Linked DNA regions of Siniperca chuatsi: region 2 is linked to region 1. A link is a contact called in public Hi-C data. All regions are on one chromosome and are shown on one strand. Each heading gives the region's core, a stretch centred on a gene start, on an enhancer-like site or on the middle of the called end of the contact. The rest is flanking DNA. Distances are from core to core; before and after follow the strand shown. Region 1 overlaps nbeal1 (neurobeachin-like protein 1). Region 2 holds the start of nbeal1 (neurobeachin-like protein 1).

Region 1 (6,430 bases), core at 1,700-4,199:
ACAGATGTTGATCTTGAGTTTTAAAGAAATAGATTTAACTTCATAAAAGACACAAAACATGTTGACAAAAATAGAATTCCTGTGTGTTCATTACTCAGTAATTGGGGAGCCTTGAATAATTACCTTCTTCTGTGTTAATCTTCTCAAAGTAAATGACTAGTAACATTTTTATGAGGTGGAAAAGTTTGTGTATCGATAAAAGCAATATGCAATAAAGTGCAATGGAAACAGAATTGGAGAATAAATCAAGGCGTAGATGAAGCATGTGAGATATTTGTCACTGAAGCTTCCACTGAAGGGACGAAAAATTACAGAAGACGTTTTCCATTGGTTGAGGTTTGATTGGGGCTCTTTTAATTAGGTCATCTTATTGCGCCCTCTTCCTCTGCAGTGGTTTAACAGCACCCAACTGGAGAATACAGATACATTCTCATCAGTCTGTTTTGTTTGTTTGCTCTGTTGTGCAGGGTGGAGCTCCCGTGGGTCTCTATCCCAAACCAGTTCAGGTGTTGTATGGACACACGGATGAAGTGGTCAGTGTCAGTATCAGCACAGAGCTGGACATGGCTGTGTCGGGATCACGGGTAAGAGTGCATACCAGACTGCTCCTCCTGGGAGTTCACCACTGATTGTGTATCTATTGCTGTGTTTAATCTCATCCTGCAAATTGATGTAAGTTGGTCTCAAAAATATTTGATTTAACTCTGAGAGTGAAAGAATGATGGTGCCTTGCTGGAGATCGAATCATGTGTGTTTATTGAAAAACTATTCAATCACATGCTGAGTTTATGAGCTGGAAAATTGGGTTTAGACTGAAAGTCAGTGGCCTATGTGTAATTCTGGGTCTTAAAGGTAGAGAGATCTGTAAGGTTTTAAACGTTGCTGTAATGTTTGGTGTTCATTTGATTACTTTTAATTTGAAATGACAGTGATCTTGCAATTGAAGCACTGCCAACAATATACACCACCAATATCAGTTTGTGATTTTACAGAAAAATTAAATGAATGTTGAGACTTTTCAGCCAACTTTTACAGCTGACTGAAACTTTCTTTTTATTAAATTTATGCTTTACATCCAAGTTTGACGTTATTTGATTAGAAACTTGGAGGCCAAATCACCAAACTGGGAAAAGAACAAATTTTTCAAGAAAATTATTTATTGATTTGTCTTTGTTAGTAATGGAATTAATTTAAACACTGGCAATGCTGTATTTGTGTAATGTCATGTGGCTAAAATTGAATATTGTTTGGTCCAAAATCTCTCAACATAAAAAGTAGAGAACTGGTGGTTTGGTAAATGGAGTGCTGTCACAAGGGAAATTTAACTGTTATAACTTATATGTATTAGTTTGACTTTTTTTAATTACCACCATGACAATGTAGATGAATGAAATGGTGTGTGTTATTTAATGTGTGCTTCCACTCTATGTGCCCCAGGATGGGACAGTGATCATCCACACGGTGCGTCGGGGTCAGTACATGCGTTGCTTGCGGCCGCCGTGCGACAGCTCCCTGCCGCTCACTATCCTCCACCTGGCCGTGTCCTGGGAGGGTCACCTGCTTGTCCACACCTGCCTCGAGGGCAAAGCAACACTCAAGGTGCATGCACAGTTTTTTCACACACACACACACACACACACACACACACTGAAAAGAGGAGAATCTGGTAAAATGTAGGCTGAATCTCACTTTTGGACTGTATGGGGAAATCAGTGGATCACAGTTGTGTGAAAGGCAAAATTCCAAGATACACGACAAACATTTGTTTTGTGGACTATTTCGTTACTATTGTGTTTTTCTGAAAGTATCACCAACCAGTACTGACAATTTTAGAATATTTTTATCGTTCCACCTGTTCGAATTCTCCAGTATTAATTTCCCCACATTAAACCTGACCACTGATCGGCTAAGTTCTGCAGACAATGGTGCCAGTTTTCAACGTAAACTCTGAGCAAAAAGTCACTGAAAATGTAGGAAATTATTGAACAGAAAAATATAAAGCAGGTTAAGTTGATATACAAAAATATTATTCACAGGTTGTTGTTTTTTCTCTCTTCCCAGGATAAAAATGCTTTACATCTTTACTCTGTAAATGGGAAGCACCTCTGCAGTGAGCCTCTGAAGGAGCAGGTGACTGATATGTGTGTTTCAGGGGAGTACGTAGTCATCGGCAGCGAGCAGGGATACCTGTCCATCCGTGACCTCTACAGGTAAACTGTAAAACACTGAAAAATGTCAATTTTCATAATGTTATTGCTAACAGAGATTTTGAACCTTGTCCCGCCTTTTTTTAATAAAATGCCAACTGAGTCTAACAGTAGTCTGCCGACATGTGGACATTATATATATAATTGTTTCTCCTGTGCAGTCTGTCTCTGTGTACGGAGCCCATGGCCATGAGGGTGCCGGTGCGGAGCGTCTCGGTCACCAAGGAGCAGAGCCACGTCCTGGTGGGCCTGGAGGACGGCAAGCTGATCATCGTGGGCGTGGGCAAACCGGCAGAGGTAAAGAACTCGCTGAGGAACTACATCGCTCAGAGCCTGGAGGGATCGCCGCTCATGGCCTCCCCCCTGCTGGCCCCTCTTCGAGCTCGCTCGCCAACCCGCCTGCTGCACCAGCGAGACCAGCTGGTGTTCAGCCCCAGTTCCAGCTCCCAGAAACCCAAGCAGCTCTAGTCCCTTCCTCCCCTTCCGTTGCTGTAGATCTGACACACACACATTCATACACACAAATGAATATGCTGCACATATCACCTGTGTTGCAATGCTTGGGCTCAATGTCCTCAAAGACCTTTTAACCCACAGTCACCTCTCCTTCTCAGGGATGATTGTCGCCCACATTCAGTCATTTGGCTTCATTCCTCCGCAACTAAACCAACACAAACACACACACAAACACACATGCTTACATCTGAGCCACACAGATTCAACACATTCCTTCAGCACACAGCTGAGCAGACGCTGTGGCCACTAGAACCACAACTGTGATATGAAAACAACTTGTTGTGCTTACCTCATTCTGTTTTGTTTTTTGTTTCAAAATATTTGGCATCTGTGCAATGTTTGACTTGATTTGGCCGTTGACCTGGGATAAACTCCATACCCTGCTGTTTACCTGAAGTGTCATTATGTCACGTGTTTGAGTGTACTCTACGACTATAACAAATATGCTGTGAATCAAACTTAATACTAATTAACGCTTCTGCAAACTCAAGCCATATTAACAATGTAGCTACAATCTAATAATGCAAACTAATAATCTTGCGCCAAGATAGACTTTAATGTTTTGATAATGTAAGTGGTATAGTAGTGTAGATATCGGAGGTTGATACAGGTAGTCCCCATCTGAATAGTTTGATGTGAATCATAGCACCTTTCTGCTTTTCATCTTTTCTGTTCAAATTGACTCACCAAAGTAAATCAAGCTTTGATTTTTTTCTTTAATGACTCACAAGCTTCACAAGTCAATCAAGCTCCAATGAACAAATCAATCACTCATGAATCATATCCCTCCTCCTTTTTTCCCCCATTTCCTTTGACTTCACGCTTTTCTTTCCCCACTCTCCCCCACTCTCCTCCGTCCCACTTCCTCCTCCTCCTCCTCTTCCTCCACTCTTCTCAGATGCGTTCGGGCCAGATCACGCGGAAGCTGTGGGGCTCCAGCAAGAGACTGACCCAGATTTCCTCGGGGGAGACGGTGTACAACACCTAGCACGACCACAACTGACCCATCCCGGTCCCAGAGCCCTGAACCCTCCCCTCCACGCACTTCCCGCATTCCTGTCATCCAGTTCGCCTCCATACCTGTCAATCACCAAACAGGTCTGAGGGACTCATTTCAGTTCCTCCATCACCTTTCCACAGTTTAATGGGTAGTGGGCAGCTGCTTTTGGGGTGCTAAAAGCATTGAGCATCACAAAGTCTGCATATCCATGTGTCTGTTACTGTGTATTCCTGCTTCGGATTGACCGTATGGCGCTGGCGCTGTGGTTCAAATCCAGAAGTAGCGCCAGCCTCAGTACCACCACACCACCACTGACGACCCCTCCCAAACCACACGCCTTCTCTCTTCTCAGCTAGTCATCATCATTTTTACATGATACTACATGGTCAGCCATGTTTCTCCAGCAGGAGCCTGTTCACAGAGGCACTGTGTATTCTCCGACCTGCTCGACTTAAATATGACAGGATCGGTAAGCTAACTGCTCCTCGTGTGTGTGTGTGTGTGTGTGTGTGCATGTGCAGTGTATTGCCATTCTCTATTTCAAAATATAGTTCAGTTAAGTGGCCTTTTGCCCCCTTAGTTTGCCTTGGATGCAGACAGGCGGGCCTGTGTTCTGAAGGCCAAGACTTTTCATTGGTTGCCTCAAAGCTGCCACACAGCAGCCTTATGCAGTAAGACCTGTCTATCACTCACAAGACCAAACGCTCTGCCTTTCCTATGCGTTTTTATGCGTGTGTGTGTCTGATTTGATTTGTTTTTTATTGTAGATTCTTTGTTGTTTTTACTTTGGGTTTTTCTGTTGTTTTCTTTATGCATGTGCCCAGCAACTTGGCATCTGTTCGTATGCATGGAATTTTGGGTCCATTTTTGAGATTAGGTAGCAGACAGTGATGGGGAAGTCTTTTATCTTTTTATTTTTTTTACGCTTGGATATAGCTGACTTGTTTTGTTTTAGAAACATCTTACACACAACAGCAGATAGCATCTTAAGCGTCTGTCTTTAATGTTGGCATATCATTTAAGATATAATTTAACAAAAAACAAATTCTCACTACAGACAAAACACTACATTCTCAAACACAAGATGCTTCCGTGTGAAGATTTATCACAGCAGTACAGAGAAAAACACTTAGCTCTCCGTGCTTCATTGAATGTTTTTAAGTTACTTGAATCCATGTTAATTTATAAGTAAAAGTAGCAGTTTTTTAAATCACACTTTGTCTTTTGAATACAGCCACCAGTATGGCATATTTTCAACTCTTCTGACTGTTCAGACACCTGTAAAAGAAGGAGAAAGAAGAAATCCTCAAGGGCTTTATGAGATGTCAGTGTTAACAGCAATACAGCTCCTTCATTGGGTGGCTGTCGATGCTTTCTTCCTGTTTTTCTGTCCCGTATTGGTTGCTCAGCCAGCCCTCCAGTCTTCCTATAGCTTAACTAGGACAGTAAATGTACCCTAACTCCCCCCCCCCCAACTGCCTTCAGCTCTCATCATTGCCTCAAACTATCATCCTTTATTATTTTTACATCTCATTCTCCTTCCTGCTCATTGTGAAGTGACTGATTTCAGAGGAGTTTTTCTTCTATGGAGCATCAAGAAGGTTTGCATGCCTTGTTTAGGTCGCTTGGAAGTCGTGTTGTTCGTGTGTATGAATGTGATTTCTGTAACATTGGAATCACAAAAAAGCCACAGTATGAAGCTCCTGTGGATGAGACTATGTGATTTATATTTTTGCACCATACCTGTGTGTGTGTGTGTGTGTGTGTGTGTGTGTGTGTGTGTGTGTGTGTGTGTGTGTGTGTTTGTGTGTGAGGACATGCTAATGATGCATGTTTATTTTTTATAGCCAAATTCTTGATTTGATCGTACATGTTGATGTGGTGTCTCTGATTCTGTGAACCGTGGCAGCCCCTTGATTATTTTGGCTCAGTCATGGGTTCGGCATTGGACACAGGGTTGCTCTAGTGGTTCTTTCTTTTCTTTTTTTCAAAAAAGTGATTTTGTATTTAGTTTTTATTTAAATGTCACAGCAAGGTGGAGTGCAAAGACCAATCTGTGTCTTTCTTTAAGAGATTTATGTGAAAGGTGCATAAAATGTTTTTCAGTGCAGTTTTTTTTCTTTTTCATTCATCCACATTTGTCATTTAGACAAAATACCACTGTTGGAGTTGTTCCACGACTGTAACAAACGGAGTGCCTTTATCCCAGTGTGGTGTTAACATAGAGCTAGCTTTCTCTCATTACTGAAGCTTATCGTCCCCGACCTTAACGTAAATCAAATGAAAGGAGCATTCCAGAAGTTAGACCTCCACAGTTTCAACGGGAACCAAGAATATATAGGACTTTAAAGCAAAATCAAAAAGTACTATTTTGTGTCTTAGCAACATTCTCTGTGACTGTCACCAAATGGATGTGTGTATATCTGTGATTATTTATGAATACAGTATATAATGTACAGCATGATTTTTATTTCAGCGTATTTGAAATGTACTTTTGCACTTTCCAGGTACTAAATTGTAACAAATTGTTTTAACTTGGCTCCCTAATCTGTACAAACTGCTTTGTATACACAAGTGGAAAATGATCATTAAAGTCTTGTCTAAATTTAAATGGGTCATATGAATTGTGATTTTTCTTTACTGTAAATGCCTAAAAGAAGGAAGAGTGACTGCCTCTAATTTTTCCTCATGTTAGTTTTGTGCACAG
Region 2 (6,430 bases), core at 1,607-4,106, 51 kb before region 1:
TGAGAAATTAGTCATTTTAAGCCATGTTTGCATAACACAGTTCCACATCTACAAATGTATCTTTTTCCTGGACTCACCACCGTCAAAAATAATTAGCCATAATTCTGCATCAGCACATCTTATTGCAGTTAATTAGTAACAGAGACCCTGACAACTGTCTTATACGCTAGTACTTCCTTTTTTACTATTGTATTTTTACTTGTTTCAAATAAACTAAACTAAACTAATGGTCAGTCACATGACTTTATTGATATAATAGATAATAGATCCACAAAAATATTCTCAGAACGAAAATATATTTCAGCGTTATGACATTACTAATAGGCCTATAAGTGCAGCTAAATGATGATATGAATGACGATAAACTGATAAGTGTGCTAATTAGACACAACAGTTATAAGGTTAGAGCCAATTAAACTTGTAGCTCAATTTGTGTCTTGCGCTGAAACGCATAACACATAATGACACGCATCTGATGGTGCGTTTTAAGGAATATCTGAAAATTTAGTTCACACAGGAGATACACTTTGACTATAAGAGTTCAACAGCTCCGGATACATTTTAAGTCAAGTTTTAATCATCAAAACAAGTCAACTCGGCTGTCCGTCCTGACGTTTCCTTTTAATAGTTCTCCTAATAGTTCCATCGTCTCCATGGTTACAAGGAAAATGTATTTTGGCATTTTATGAATACTGGCCCAGTCGCCATCTTTTTTTTAATTTATTTTTTTTACATAACTTTTACTAATAACATTACAAACTCGGTAGAATTGATGCCTTCAAACCAATCAGCAGATGTTTCTCATGATTGGTGCTCTGTTGCAACTGCAGAGTGAGAGAGTGGAAAGGTCTTTTAGTTACAGGATCTTTGTCATTCCTCATCTCTCTCTCCTCTCATTTCCTGGGATGTCTACTGCCATTTCACTAATAAAGGCCTAACATTTTCAAAAATACCTAAAAAAAAAAAGTGTTTATGCAATAGCCTATTTAGCCTGGTGCAGAACAGAAAAAGTAAGGATTTTTTGCTTTTGCCCACATTTCGTTTAGAATAGGCTACTACAGTAATTGTATTACTATATATTCATCTGATATGTCTTTATTTTTGATATCTGAAACCACGTTTTTCCTTTGAAAGAAAACATTTCGTCGCAGAAACACACTCACACTACTCTAGTGATAAATAGCAGTTCTCTACTGCTCCACTAGATGGCAATACAACATCAAAACAAACCGATGGAGCTCTGCAACCAAGCCCAGCCCTTAGCAACCACGTAGCTCCACATCGGCAACGTAAAGTTGATTGACTGTCGCAATTTTTCAAAAAACAAACCGAGTATTATTATTAATATTACACGTGTTAATGTTTTTTTTTCCTCATAAGAAGTTAAATACGCTATAAAGAAACACGTATACTGTATTGACACTGCAGTTTAAGCCAGAATATGTTACCTTGGTTGGTAGTAATTTTGTGCCAGTAGCTGTGTGTGTGTCCGGTTCGCCTACCAAATTAAAGGTTCGTCTTATACTGTGTGCATAACCCATACAGAATACAGTTGATGACATGCAACTGGTTAAGTATTTCACATAGCCTAAGTATTACCATCTGAGTATGGTTTATTAAAACCATAATAGTAATCTTGCATTCTTTTGTTTTTGCTTTTGATTAATGAGCATATTCTTTTACAGCAAAACCAACTTCACAAAAAGTGATTTACTTTATATAGGCTACCATTATCAACCTTAAGGCCAGAGTATTTTGCCATTTTCTTGCCACACCCTTCTGTGACTAATGATGACATCTAGCCTGTTGCAAGAAATCTTGGTGTCCTGTTTGATAACAATTTATGTTTTGAGCAACATATCACTAAGCTTGTCCAATCATGTTTTTATCACCTCAGAAACATTGCGAAAATCCAATCTATTTTAAATCTTAGTGATGCAGAAACTGTTGTACATGCTTTTACCTCCTCACGCCTCGATTATTGTAACAGCCTGTTCACTTGTCTTAATCAAAAAACTTTGACACAACTGCAAACTGTACAAAACTCAGCTGCTAGGCTGTTAACCAGGACCAAGAGGTACGATCACATCACACCTGTTTTAGCCTCTTTACATTGGCTCCCTGTTTGTTTTAGGATTGATTTTAAGATCTTGTTGATTACTTTTAAGGCTCTTCATGGCCTGGTTCCAGACTATATTTTAGACCTTGTAATCCCTTATGAACCTTCACGTAGTTTGAGATCTTCGGGCAGGGGTCTTCTGTCTGTTCCTGAGTCCAGGATGAAATCTAAAGGGGACAGAGCTTTTACCATCAGGGCCCCGAGGCTCTGGAACAACCTGCCCGAAGAAATTAGGTTGTCTGAGTCAGTGTCTTTGTTTAAGTCTCTTCTCAAAACACATTTTTATCTGAAAGCATATCCTGATTTTACTTGAACTGGCTGTTTATTTTATTGTTTATTTTATTGCTTTTGTGTATTTTGTGTATTTTATGTATTTTATTTCTTTATATTTCGTCATTCACTGTGATATTTTATTTCTCTTGTTGTGAAGCACATTGTACTTTGTTTTGATGAAGTGCTCTATAAATAAAGTTTTATTATTATTATTATTATTATTATTATTATTATCTACCATTACATATACTGCAGGCCTGTAGAAGAATTTACTTGTCTTTGATTCAAGTTGGAAGAAAAATGCCAGGCATTTAATGATAGAAAATATATCTTCTGAAAATATTCTCAAGCACAGTATAACACTTTGTAATCAAACTAACTTAAAAGAAAGAGTAGAAAAAAACAAACACAAATTTCTGTCATAACTACATTTGTGCAGTTATTTTTTCTGTTGTTCTTTCAGGGTGAGCTCTCTTATTTTGAAAACCAACCCAAACGTTCTTCGACAGGAAGTTGCTGTTGGTTGTGTACGCTGTATTGTTGTCGGCAACTTGACACATTTACAACAACTCGAGACGGCGTCAGTGACAGTTGGTCCTTTCGTTACACAGGTGAGTGGTCTTCAATTTCTCGACGGTTTCGATACATTTTATCAGGTGCTCATATGTTTATTCTTTTTTTATATGAGACTTCTGTAGCCGGACAGACTTGGGAGGACGAGAGGCGTTTCTGTGACATGAGGAGGAGGAGAAAGGGAGGCAAAAAAAAAAAAAAAAAAATAGAAATAGGCTTTTTTGACAGCTAGCTTTTAGCTAGCTTGTTCAGGTAAGGTCGACTGATACAGTAATGTTTGCCGAGGATAACGGAAGGCGTTGTATAGCTGTCCAGGACGAGCAAGTCTGCTTGTAGCTATTTGTAGAGCATTAACATTATTAATGGTGTGTGTTTTGCCTGGTAGTTTAAACCACCTTCGCCTCAGTCTGTCTGCGCTTGGAGCCAGCAGGACAGCTCAAAGTGCACAGGGAGTAACGTTACTGGAGGTATTTTGTTGCTGCTAGCAGTGAAATAGTTTCGCCATTCGTTAGGCCGTGACAAAACATCCGCCTCCGTGATATGTAATTGTCTGTGTTGTTATCATTGATAGCGCAAACACTGCTGGGAATTATCTTCTGGTTCTTCGAGAAGAGCTGAAGAAGTGGAAGCACAGGCCCAGTTGCACCAAGTCCTCTCTGGGACTGCACAGCTCTCCTCTGCCATGGAATAATTTTTGGAAAGTTTCTGCCACAACACGTCTACCATCGTCGCATCTTTGAAGGAGTGTTACGTCTTGCCAGAATTGGACAGTCATGATGTTGAGCATTGAAGGCCAGCAGCAGAGGTTTAGCTCTTGACTGAAAACCATGAAGCAGCCAGGGAAGTGACCTCGGTGCACAGTACAGGCTGAGGGTGCCACTCACTGGCACCATGGCATCCAAGGAGAGACTGTACGAGGTCTGGATGCTCTACTGCACTAAGGTAAGGTGTATTCCTGTGCACGCAACACTCTCCACTGTGGCTGTTTTGTCTCCTGTTGAACAGCCAGGGAGATGTCATTTGGTGAAGTAATGGACAGTATGATGGCATTTCCTCCCTTGCAAAGAGGTTATTCTTTCTTGGCATATCGGTAGTGGCAGGCTATGGCCAGTAGTAAGTAAAGTCAATTTGGGATTTCAAATCATGTGCTGACAGACATTTTTAAACCAAAGTCACTGATTGTCATTGTTTTGTGGCAATGTTTAGCATCTTTTTATACCATGTATTACACTTTTCAGGATGCAAAAGCCTCTGAAACAGCATATAAAACATTATAGGACTCGAAAACCACTCCAGACTAATGAAATTTCTTGCAGATCCTGAAGGATGTATTGGTAGGGGACACATTAGGTGTATAAATGAATAATTAATTCACAGAGAACCAATGTAACTTAGTGTGGTCGGACAGGAACGTCCATCATATTGGTGCTGAATAAATAATATCTGATATTTATCAGAAAGTCAACACCATCCCCATTAATTCTAAACACACATCCAATAGTTGAAGACTAAACATATATACAACACTAGTAGGGATGCTATGTGGTCATGTCAGGTAGGATGGGGCACTGCTGCAGTGAACAGTGCAGCGCATATAGGATACTGCTTTGTTTTTACAGTCGAGATGAATGAATGACACTAGTAGAGACAGCATCCCTTGAGTCAGCTGCTGGCTAGATTTAATTCACTTGGCGATAAAGCATGAGCACGTCCTGGCGTCCAATCAAAACAGCCTGCCTGAGCCGCTCCTCACGTGAGCCCAGCTGCACTCACACACTTATTTCCCACAGTAATCCCTCCCAATAACATACACACAGTACGCAACCCTCTCTGAAGTATTTACCCTATAAAAGCAAAGCTGTTTTCTGCAAGTTTAGGATATCTCATTGAATAGTCCTCACCCTGAGAAGTAAAGTATGGAAGCTTGAATGCTGACACAAATAGAACATCTAATACCAGTTGTGTGGGTGTTTGTGGTGCATAACAGAAGTATTCAGACACACTGCTGCCCGCACACACTTGTCACAGTCACTTGTGAAAATGTCAGCAATTGCTGCAAGCATACACATTGCATTTGTTCAAGCAGGAGTGTGTATTTGCATTGATTAAGCATTACACTGCGAGGAAGGATCATTTCATTTCATCTTGGCTACGAGCCAGGTTCCACCAGGCCAATATTTCTCTTTGCGTGAGGCAAAAGAGACGCTGAGAGAGAAGCATTCAAATATATATGATATATGTGCAGCAACCTGTCTCTCTCTCCCCGAGCAGCTGTAATGTTAGGTATGGCTAGCGGGGTGTCTGTGCACTATATATGTGCATGTATGTGAGGGTTGCCAGGATATGTTGGCTGTAAGGAGAACCTGCAGTCAAGTGGCCTAAATCAGATGAAGAATGTTGGTGTGAAAGCCCCGAGACCCCCTGTGTCCCACCAAAGGGTTAATTGTTTCACAGCCAACCTTAGTCCAACCTCCCCCTCCCAGCCTCTTGTTGTCTCAACCAAGCACGAGTTTCTTATGTTACTGTGTGCGCAAGGAAATACTCTAGTTTGGGTTAGGTACAGTATGTTTGATAGATAGTGTGTTCTTATTGTAGAATCAGTCACTGCTATATTGGTGGTCTAGTTGCATTTTTAACTGTAGTTTCAGCTGAATAAGCATTGCCTCAACCTTTTTAAGTGATCATTTTCTTGGTTATATGTAGCATTAATGTGTTTAGTAATTATTGTCCAGGGTTTCATATACTCAATTTAAATTGATAATCAGATATTGGTATCTTAAGTCCACTTTGAAGCCACTTTGAAGACTATTTAAGCATCAAAACAGAATAGAGTACAACCAATAGCTTTTTAAACTAGATTATATAATTCAGTTAGATGACTTGGAAGGGGGTTGTTTTGTTCTTGTTCTCATCATAGGTCCCTCATGCCATCTGTCTGTTAAATGATTGACAAAACAGCGACTGCCTTTAGTGTCAGAGGTTAACACTTGCACTGTTCTCTGAAGAGGAGTCAGTCAGAGGTGTATTGTTGACAGTAGAAGCTTGTACAATACAAGCAGCCAAGGGTCACATTGGGAGAACCAGCTCATCCTGCTCTGTCAGTTAGACATCAGCTGTCTTTTCTAATCTCTGTATGGCATTATTATTCACCTGACTGTCACCCAGTTCCCAATGCTGAAAGAGGAAGGGGTGGGGTTTGTATTTAAACAGATGTGAGATGCTTTGATTAATGTCTTAGAATGACATTGTAATAATAATTTCAGACTGTTTCAAGCCAGTAGTGGCAGCTGTTTGCATATTGATGATGAGGTCAGAAATTGTTGGGTGAGCAGCTGTGGCATCAAATGAGTGTGTAGGAGTTGGTGTGTTGATGGGGACTGGTGGCAAGGCAAGGCAGTTTTATTTATAAAGCACATTTCATACACAGAGGTAGATTCAAGGTGCTGTACAGAGAAGTTAAAGACA

The links. A called contact is a pair of places that touch in the nucleus more often than the background predicts.
Region 2: a Hi-C map of liver shows a contact between it and region 1, with 1.9 times the contacts expected there. The contact joins the promoter of nbeal1 here to the enhancer-like site in region 1. A contact is called at or near these places in 2 of 3 Hi-C or Micro-C datasets (liver and skeletal muscle).

What each region holds. Positions count from the first base shown.
Region 1 is chrLG24:13,505,115-13,511,544 of ASM2008510v1, reverse strand. It overlaps nbeal1 (neurobeachin-like protein 1), which reads left to right. Exons shown (of 54, transcript XM_044188169.1): 50 at 468-584; 51 at 1,438-1,599; 52 at 2,062-2,210; 53 at 2,369-2,504; 54 at 3,622-6,334. The coding sequence ends at 3,711. Among protein-coding and RNA genes, the nearest start is that of LOC122872238, 8.8 kb to the right of the region's middle. Within about 2 kb of position 2,949, the one cell type or tissue checked has an H3K27ac peak away from gene starts, as active enhancers do. A contact at or near this core is called in liver, where this site is marked.
Region 2 is chrLG24:13,555,540-13,561,969 of ASM2008510v1, reverse strand. nbeal1 (neurobeachin-like protein 1) reads left to right here and starts at 2,856. Exons shown (of 54, transcript XM_044188169.1): 1 at 2,856-3,003; 2 at 3,537-3,907. The coding sequence starts at 3,857.